Linked DNA regions of Mus musculus: region 2 is linked to region 1. Evidence: chromatin contacts called from public HiChIP or PLAC-seq data. All regions are on one chromosome and are shown on one strand. Each heading gives the region's core, a stretch centred on a gene start, on an enhancer-like site or on the middle of the called end of the contact. The rest is flanking DNA. Distances are from core to core; before and after follow the strand shown.

Evidence for each region. HiChIP or PLAC-seq counts read pairs in DNA pulled down with a chosen protein or histone mark.
Region 2: a contact with region 1 is called in an H3K4me3 HiChIP or PLAC-seq map of bone marrow-derived macrophages, with 4 times the contacts expected there. The contact joins two enhancer-like sites. A contact is called at or near these places in 2 of 484 Hi-C or Micro-C datasets (the N1E-115 cell line and embryonic stem cells) and 1 of 115 datasets of contacts at active chromatin or transcription factors (bone marrow-derived macrophages).

Annotation. Positions count from the first base shown.
Region 1 is chr4:134,961,169-134,965,702 of GRCm38.p6, reverse strand. No RefSeq gene overlaps it. Among named protein-coding and RNA genes, the nearest start is that of Syf2, 32 kb to the right of the region's middle. Within about 2 kb of position 2,167, at least 32 of the 459 cell types and tissues checked have an H3K27ac peak or open chromatin away from gene starts, as enhancers often do. A contact at or near this core is called in bone marrow-derived macrophages, where this site is marked.
Region 2 is chr4:134,796,847-134,801,380 of GRCm38.p6, reverse strand. No RefSeq gene overlaps it. Among named protein-coding and RNA genes, the nearest start is that of Ldlrap1, 31 kb to the right of the region's middle. Within about 2 kb of position 2,305, at least 33 of the 459 cell types and tissues checked have an H3K27ac peak or open chromatin away from gene starts, as enhancers often do. A contact at or near this core is called in bone marrow-derived macrophages, where this site is marked.

The sequences.
Region 1 (4,534 bases), core at 918-3,417:
AGGAAAATAAACAAACTATCCACTCTGGGGATTCTTGTTTGTTTGTTTGTTTGATGGTTTGTTTTGAGAAAGGTTCTCATGTAGCCCAGGATGGCCTAGAGTCTGTGCAGAGCCCAGGGATATGGGACCAGAGAGGGACTGTGACCTGGTAGCTTGGAGAGAAACAGCCATTGTGGTAGTCGATATACCTCTCCTCTTTGTCAATCTAGACTACTGAGCAGAGATGAAAACCACTCACCCAGGTTGTGGTGGACAGGGAACGGGGGCTGAGACCCTGGAGGATCAGGACATTGCCCCTTAGGGAAACAACATAGATTCCCCAGGGGCAGCAGCGGGGAGGTGATGTTGTGAAGTAGCTTTGTTGCTGAGGAAAGCTGGCTTGTCACTGGGCTGGGTGGCTAAGTGTGAACTTTAGGAGGCACGATGACAGGCCAACTGTAGAGTGGTGTGAGTCGTGGAGAGGCAGAGGGTAACACAATACATGTTTAAGCTCCAGTGAGATCCACGCAGCCATCTTTGCGAAGTGGCAGTTGGCTGTTGCCTCTCTGCAAACCGCGCTCGCTGGCAGGAGGAACAGGCCCTTAAGCCTTCCACACATTTCCGGAAGGCAGAAAAATAGCTATCTCAGGAGCCGGTGACAGGAGGAAGATAAATGGACTCCTACAGGAGCCAGAACGCCAATCTCTGCTGATATTCTGAGCCTCACTTTCCTCGACACCACAGCCACTTCCAAGGAGCAAGAGCTGTCAATGTAGTTCTCTGGGCAGGCGATCAGGCCTGGCCTAGACAATCATTTACAGGTTATCTGTGCCTCAGTTTCCTCCTAAGCAAAACAGAGATGATGATAATCCCATCTTCCCCCATGGCTGGTGCAAGAATTCTATTCAAATACCCAAATTTGAAGACCTAGGGATGTAGGTAGCTCTCCTGGTCACCCCACAGTCCCATCCTTGTTCTGCCCAAGGTCTGTGGGTTTTAAGAGGCCAAGTCATCTAAGCTTTGTTATAGCTGGCCAACAGGCTGCACACACACACACACACACACACACACACACACACACCTGCACACACCGATGGGGAAAATGTAGAGGCCTATGTGCACATGTGACAAATGTACTCCATGGAGACTATCCAACAGGTGAGGAACCCTAAAAAGAAACTGAGACGACCGAGTAAGTCTGAATAGAGGCTCTAGCTCAGGGCCAGCAAAATGACTCACCAGATAAAGGAGCTTGCTGCCAAGCTCCCTGAATGAGTCCCGAAAACCAACATGGTGAATGAAGACGAGAGCCAGCTCCATAAACTACAACCTCCTTGTTATCACTGGGAAAGGAAGGAAGCCAGGGACTCCCTCACCCATTGGGATGGGTCTCCAGATGGTTTGCCTTTCTGGCTCCCAGTCATCTGAATAGACTCACCCAGTCCTCAAACTAAAATGCCCCTCCATCCCAGAATCGCAGGCTGTCCGGCTGGGTTCAACCCTCGCAAAGAGCTCTGCCAAACTCTCCCAGGCTCGCTCTCCTGACCATCATCCCATCCTCAACCCCCTTCCCAGGGTCTCTAGGCCTGCTTCTCCTTTGCCTCCATCCAGGCCCCAGGTCTCTCCCACATATATCATGTGGCAAAAAGAAGCTTCAAGCTGGATGAGGTGGCTCACACCTTTAAACCCAGCACTCAGGAGGCAGATCTCTGTGAGTTTGTGTGAGGCCATCCTGGTCTACACAAAGAGTTCTAGGTCAGTCTGGGCTACATAGAAAAACCCTGTTTCAAAAACTTTAATAATAATAATAATAATAATAATAATAAGAAGAAGAAGAAGAAGAAGAAGAAGAAGAAGGGGGAAGGGGGAGGAGGAGGAGGAGGAAGAGGAGGAGGGGGAGGAAGAGGAGGAGGAGGAAGAGGAGGAGGAAGAAGAAGAAAGGAGGAGGAGGAAGAGGAAGGGAAGGGGGAGGAGGAGGGGGAGGGGGAGGAGGAAGCTTCCAGCAATTCATTACCTACAACTGAGAACTTGACCTTGAATTTGGACCTGATGTGGGGGGGGGGGGAGAATTTTCACATAGCCCCGCCCCTCAGTCCACCTCTGGAGACATTTATTAGCTGGTTCCTGTTTGCTGACAGCGCCCATGTATGTCCTGTGCCAGGAAGATGCGCTACTGGGTTCTGAGTCCACACAGATGCTGAGCCAGCAGCGAACCTTGATTTACAGCTGGCAGGGTTGGGGCAAGATGAGCGTTCTCCCAAGTCCCCAAGAACACACGAAAAGCTGGGCTCTTTCATTTTGCAGATGTAAATCATTTCTGTTCCTCAGTCTGCACGCCATGGTGACTTCCTCGCCTACCCTCCACCTCAGTCGCCAAGCTCAGAACCGAGGAGCTACCCAGGAAGTTGAGGTGGGACACGCTGACTGGGAAGCCATGATCCTCTGAAGCAGCAGTGCCAAGGTCCCCAGAGACCTCTACCTCTGCTCCGCTGTTCTTAGCTGGGCGCTCAGCAGCGCCATCTGCAGGCTCCTGGCTCCAATTTGCAGGCTTCGTGGGACAGAAGCCTACTGATACAGCACACTGCCCGCCCACTGGATCCTCCCACCCTGTTGTGACTCTCCCTGGACCCCCTCACGGAGTGCACTCTAACTGCCCCCTCCCCGCACCCACAGAGGCTCTTCGAGAACAGTCCCACAGCTGCCCGTGGCCAGAAAGCTCCAAAGCACTGAGAGGAGGCCTCTGAATGCTCCTTGAGCAAGAAAGTACGCTGCTCTGCCCTAGGCACTCCACCACACTGTCAGGGATGGAGAGCTAGCTCACTGGAGGAACTGAGTTCTATTCCCAGCCGGGATCCCAAGCCAGGTTTGTCACAACCGCCTGTCACTCCAAATCTAGGGGATCTGTCGCCCCTTTTTGGCCTTCAACAGAACCTGCACCCACATGTACCTACCCAGGCACAAATATACATAATTGAAAAGAAAATCTTTAGGGCCAAGCACGATGGCACACACCCTTAATCCCAGCACTGGAGAGGCAGGGGCTGATAGACCTCTAGGCATTCAAGGCCAGCCCTGTCTCAAGATAAAGTTAAATAAAATCTTTATATGAAAAAGACTCGTGCCCAAATACGTGTAGCTGTTTTACTCCCAACAGCCAAATCCTCAAAGTCACTCAAATGAGTTTCAGCAGGTGAACGGAAAACAGTGTGTGTGGTTTTTCCCTCCAAGGAATATTATTCAGTAATAAAAAGAAATAGACCATGATCTGTTAACAGTACAGGGGAGCCTTAAAAACATCGTGTTAAGTGAAAGACAGTGACAGGAGATGACAAACTACAGACTCCGTTCACACGAAGTCCCAGAACACCCACCCTCATCTGGGATGCTAGAAAGAAAAAAAGCAGTGGCAGCCTGTGGTGGAAGAGAGGGAGTACAAATGGCACAGAAAGCCTTTTAGGAGTGAGAGTTATTTTTTTGCACACCATTTCAGACCACAGTGATGGTTCAGTAGGTGTATGCAGGAGCTGGTTATACACTTTAAATACACAGTTAGTTAGTTGGTTTTTTTTTTAAGAGATGCATTCTAAAGATGTATTTATTTATTTATTTATTTATTATATGTAAGTACACTGTAGCTGACTTCAGACACACCAGAAGAGGGCATCAGATCTACGGATGGTTGTGAGCTACCATGTGGTTGCTGGGATTTAAACTCAGGACCTTCGGAAGAGCAGTCGGCGCTCTTAACCACTGAGCCATCTCGCCAGCCCCACAGTTAGTTTTAATATTTTTGCATTTGTTTATTTGGAGGTCACCTAAATACCATGGTACACACGTGGGGGCCAAAGGACAACTTTCAGGAGTTGATTCCTCCCTTCTACCATGTGAGTTCTGGGCTGGCACCAAGCCTTTGCCCACTGAGCTGTCTCAACAGCCCTGTTTTGGCTTTTTATTTTGAGGCAAGGTCTGACTGCTCTTCATACAAATCTTCTAGGTCTAACTTGCCCTTCTCCTACCTTAACTGTCCAAGTAATGGGAGCACCGCCCCCCCAGACCAGTGTCTTCAGACTTGGGTATCCAGCTTGTTATATCCAGATTGCCTATAGCCAATCATATCTCAATAAAGCGGTACACGTTTTTAAACATAACATCCTGCTCTACATAGCAAGTCCCAGGCCAGCCAGGGCTACATAGTGAGACCCTACCTCTAAAAATATATAAATAAATCTAACAGGATTTGGTGTTCAGCCAGGCAACACCATGCAACCTAAGCTGGGCTGCACTGAGCCAGAAAGTAACAGCGCACACATCCACTGTCAGGAAGATTCCCAAACACAGGCACCGGCTGTGGTGTGAGTCCCAGCTTGTGGCCTTCGCTGATTTCTGTGGTGTCGCTGATTCCTGCCACAGCCAATTCCAAACCACTCACGTGAAGTCACTCAGCAACTTCCAACCCAAGACACAGCAACGCAAATGGTCTCAGAGCATCCGTCACGGCGGAGCACAGGAAAGTCACGAGGAAGTGGTGAGTGTAGGACGCTTGTGGTCTTTTTAA
Region 2 (4,534 bases), core at 1,056-3,555, 160 kb after region 1:
GTGTGTCTGTGTATGCACTTGCACATACGTGCACCTGAAAGCCTGAAGTTGAGGCCCTCAATCCCTTCACCTTATCAAGGAAGAGTCAATAACTCGCTATGGCTAGAGCCAGCTTCCTCTGGGTTCTTCCCTGTGCTTGCCTCCAGGGCCTGAAACTGAAGGTGTGCACGTGGTCCTTGTGTGGCTTCTGAGGACCCCCAGCTCCTGTTCTGAGGTTTGTATCGTAATTAACCACTTAGCCATCCCTAGCCCTCAAGCACTTGCCAAGGAAAGCCACCCCTGTTGTTCTGTGGTCCACCAGGAGCCCTGTGGTCTGGCCACGCGTACCACATGGTAGGCATCAGCCCCCAGCTCTGCCATCAGCCCTGAGGGGTGTTGCTTCTTGAATCTGTGACAAAATTCAGAGCGCTTGGACTCTCCAGGGCCTCCCTGCAAGGTCTGACCTGCAAGGAGTCGCTCTAAGACAGGCCCGACAGCTGTACGTGTGACATGGACTTCGATGTGCCCAGCAGCTGTGGGCCTCACTCACAGCCTCCGTGGCCCAGGCCCTCACGCTCATCTGACCCTGCATTTTAATAAGGTCACCTGCGGAGCCCTATCCTGAGTGACAGCCCCAAGCCCCTCTTTAGGCTTTTGGGATTTTAGAATGAAGAGCTTAGCTGCTGAGGGCTGAAGGAGGTGAAGATCTCTAAACCCTACTTCTTGTTTTGAGATAAGTCTCACCATGTAGCTCTTGACTGGCCCATGGAACTGGCTATGTAGACCAAAGTGGAATACAAGAGATCCTGCCTCTGTCTCTCTCCATGTCTGTCCCCTCCCTCCCTCCCTCCAGCTGGAAGCCCAGGCTAGGAGGATGGAGTCTCCTTTGCTGCCCAGCAATGGCTGATCAAAGCAGGTCAGCATCATCACCCAGGGACCCAGGGCAGGTAAACGCCCAAGCGAGGGACCTGAAGTGTGTGTGTCGTCCTATTGGAGCATCTTGAAACAGTGCCATACTGCAGGGTTTTAGACGAGTCTAAACAGACTGCCTCCAGGACAGGCAGAGAGCAGAAGGAGCCTATTCACCATGTCTCCCATCTGCCTGTCTGCTTTCCTGTGTTTCTTGTCAGATTTCCCCCACAAGTGTCTGCTTGTTTTAGCAAGGCGCGAAGATTCCTTCAACAGCCCGGTGCTCGGAGAACAAGTTAGGCTTTTTCTGGTCCTTCCTCCAGGAAGGATTCTGGCTGACACAGTCCAACAATCTTAGTTCTCCCAAGGGTACCATGCTCTTCTTGCCTCCTTCCTTCCTTGGCTGGCTCTGAACAGCTCTGCCTTCTCCCGTCTCAGCTCCTCTGCCCTTGCTCGCTGTTCAAGCTCAGTCCTCCTTGGGCTGGGCTCTCTAGAGCCTGGAGTTGCTCTCTGTAGTACTTCTCGAAAGCATCTAAGGCTTACCTGTGCAAGAAGTCAAGATGAGCATTGTCAAAAATAATTTAAAAAAATAAAATTAAATTAAAAAAAAAAAGATGAGCATCTTCTGGAAGCTGCTCTGTCCTCGTTCTTAGCAGTGCAGTCTGGATACAGTGGAGATAACGGGGATGTGGAACTGAGGGTGGCAGGACCTTTAGTGAGTTTGACCTGAAACCTGTAGTTACGTTTTATTTCCTTTCACGTTTATTTCCTGGGATGGGGCTGAAGGAGGTGAGTCACAGCAGATGTGTAGATGTCAGAGTGGGCTCCTGTAGGTACCAGGTTTGGCTACAGGCTCTTTACCTGTGACACCATGGCTGGACCCTAAACCTGCACTAGTCCTTCGGTTCCCCTCTCCAGCCCCAACTGAATCTGAGAACCTCTGAGAGCCACTGACCTGAACCGCTGCCTGAAGCCATGTCCACCAGCTGCCAGCAGAGGGCGCAGGCTATCTCAGCCCTGGCTACTCCCCACCCGCCAGCTCAGCTGGGCATGGGAGGCTCTTCCCTAAAGACTTTGCTACAGAGTCTGTCACTGACAAACACCAAGTCACCTCCTAGGGGTGCTGAGTGGCCAGGTACTGGATAGATGCAGCTTACTAGTGAGGAAGGCTTCCCTGGCTTCCCTCCCACTGGTATATATCCCCAAATTTCCAACAGTAAACCTGATTACTTTCATAATAAATGAATTTTAAAACAGTTTAAATGTAATTGAAAGACAAATCAAGGGAAGAAAAGAAGGAAGGAGAGTGGTGAAATGATTCAGGGGGTGAAAGTGCTTGCTATGTAAGCCTTCAGGACCTGACCTTGATCCCCAAATTCCATGACAGAAGCAGAAAACTGACTACGGAGCATTGACCTCTGACCACCATGCCTGCCTTGGCGCCTTTGCACTTTTGGTCACATGCACAATAATAGGAGGAGGGGAAGAGGGAGGAGAGGGAGGAGAAGGGAGGAGAGGGAGGAGAAGGGAGAAGAGGGAGGAGAAGGGAGAAGAGGGAGGAGAAGGAAGAAGAGGGAGGGGGAGAACGACTCAGAAAGGAGCTATGCAGCCTAAGGGAAGTCCCTCTAGCACTTACCCCCAGCTGTTAGTTCTCCTGGGGTGTCTGCCTGAGGGAGAAAGTTAGTGGGGTCACAGTCGTCCGAGTGCTCAAGGTAGCTGAGGGTTTGTCTTGTCACCTCAGCAGTGCACTGTCCCCAGAGTTGGAGTTCAGAGTGTTTGGGTTCAGACTGCCCAAGGACAGTGATCCACTCGTTCACACATGGCTGTTCTGAAATGCTAGGAACATCCACAGCCGAGTGGCGGGGAGTAGGCCAAGGTATTTAACCTCAGAGGTGCCCCCCTCTGCTCCCGTGGCTGTGGACATACTGTTTGAGTTGCATAGAATCTCAGACATTTAAAATTGGGAGAGCCAGGTGATGCGGGTGATGGTGGCAAGTGCCTTTAATCTCAGCACTTGGAAGGCAGAGGTAGGCAGAGCTCTGTGAGTTCGAGGACAGCCTGGTTGACAGAGCAGGTTCCACGACAGCTGGGGCTACACAGAGAAACCCTGCCTTGAAATGAGAGAGAGAGAGAGAGAGAGAGAGAGAGAGAGAGAGCAAGTTCTATCAATCATCTATCATTTATCTGTCAACTATGTATTTATCTATTGATTATCATCTGTCTGTCTATCTATCTGTAATCCATTTAGAGATAGTATCTTGCTATGTAGCGTCCAGGCTGGCCTTGAACTCTGTTACCCACCGCTTTGGCATCTCAACAGCTGGGATGACAGACAGGCTTGAGCTCCCATGCCTGATACATTTGTTTTTGAAACTGTGTCTCTGTGTAGAGCAGGCTAGCCACAATCCCCATCCCTTCTGCCTCTGAGTGCTGCTACTGTGGGCTCTTGGACCATACCTGGCCAAGGATTTGGAGTGTCTGTTCAAACACCTGCATACCCAGCCCACTTCTGTACTCCCTGCAGGCCCTGGGAGAGGCGGGGCCGTGGCTCCCACTCTGCCTGCTTGGTGGATTACCTAGGGCCTGGTATCATGCCCTTTTCTACCAACCTGACATCTGGGCTGAATTGAGCTGTGTGGTTTTTGGCAGCAGGGTTGGAAAACGGACTAGAGGACAGGGCTTGAGAGCGACCTTCTGTCCCGGTGACTTGGGGCCTCAGAGGAAATAAATTCTGGTGGCTGGAGCTGGAGAAGTTGGAGCTAGACTCGGTCTCTCACTTCCCCCAGTCACTGAGCTTCTCTCTAGGCCCCAGCCTCCATTTCTCTCAGTCACATCTCTTACAGTGATGTTTACCAATGTCACCTAGCCCAAGAAGGTCCGTGAACATCACCTGCATTGGTGATTTGTAGGCTTCATCGACTGAGGCTTGCTCTCCTTTGCTGTCTTGCCCAAGCTGGCCTCAAATTCCTGGGTTCAAGTGGTCCTCTGGCCTCAAGCTTCTGACATAGCTGGGACCACAGGCATGCACCACCATAACTGGCTTTATCTCAGGTTTTCCGATAATAAACCATAGGATCTGTGGCCAGGAGAAGCTCAAAGGGGACAGAGGCAGAGCAAGCACTGTGCTGTCAGGAAAGGTGAGGAAGCCAGCCAGAGAGAGAAAGCAGCCAGCCAGCAGGGCAGTTGGCTGGCAGGAGCTGCCCCTGCCATGAGTCTGTGTGTTCTGGGCTGGTGAGAGTCAGAGCTGCCTCTGAGGCCCAGGTGGATGGGCATGGCTCCCCACAGGGACCACGGGCTCCCTCACCATCAGGCAGGGATAATAACTCCGTCCCTCCTTGCTGTGGCCTGTACTAAGTTGTGGCCAAGAGCAGAAGTGTCAAATATATCTGGAACTCAGCCTCCTGCTTTCTACAAGAACAGTTGTCCTGGTTAAGAAGAGGGACAGCTGGGGGAAGTCAAAGCCAGCCCTCAGGTCTGGTGGTGACACAGGACTGTCTTCCTGTGTCAGTCAGGAAAATCTAGGGCTGCTTGTTACTACAGCCAAAAGGACTTACACAGAGAAAGTGCCTGCTCAGGTCCCCTGTGGCCGAACTCCAGGCTAGAGATCAGGAACCTAGGAAGGAGATTCAGGACCTTGCCAAGGTCC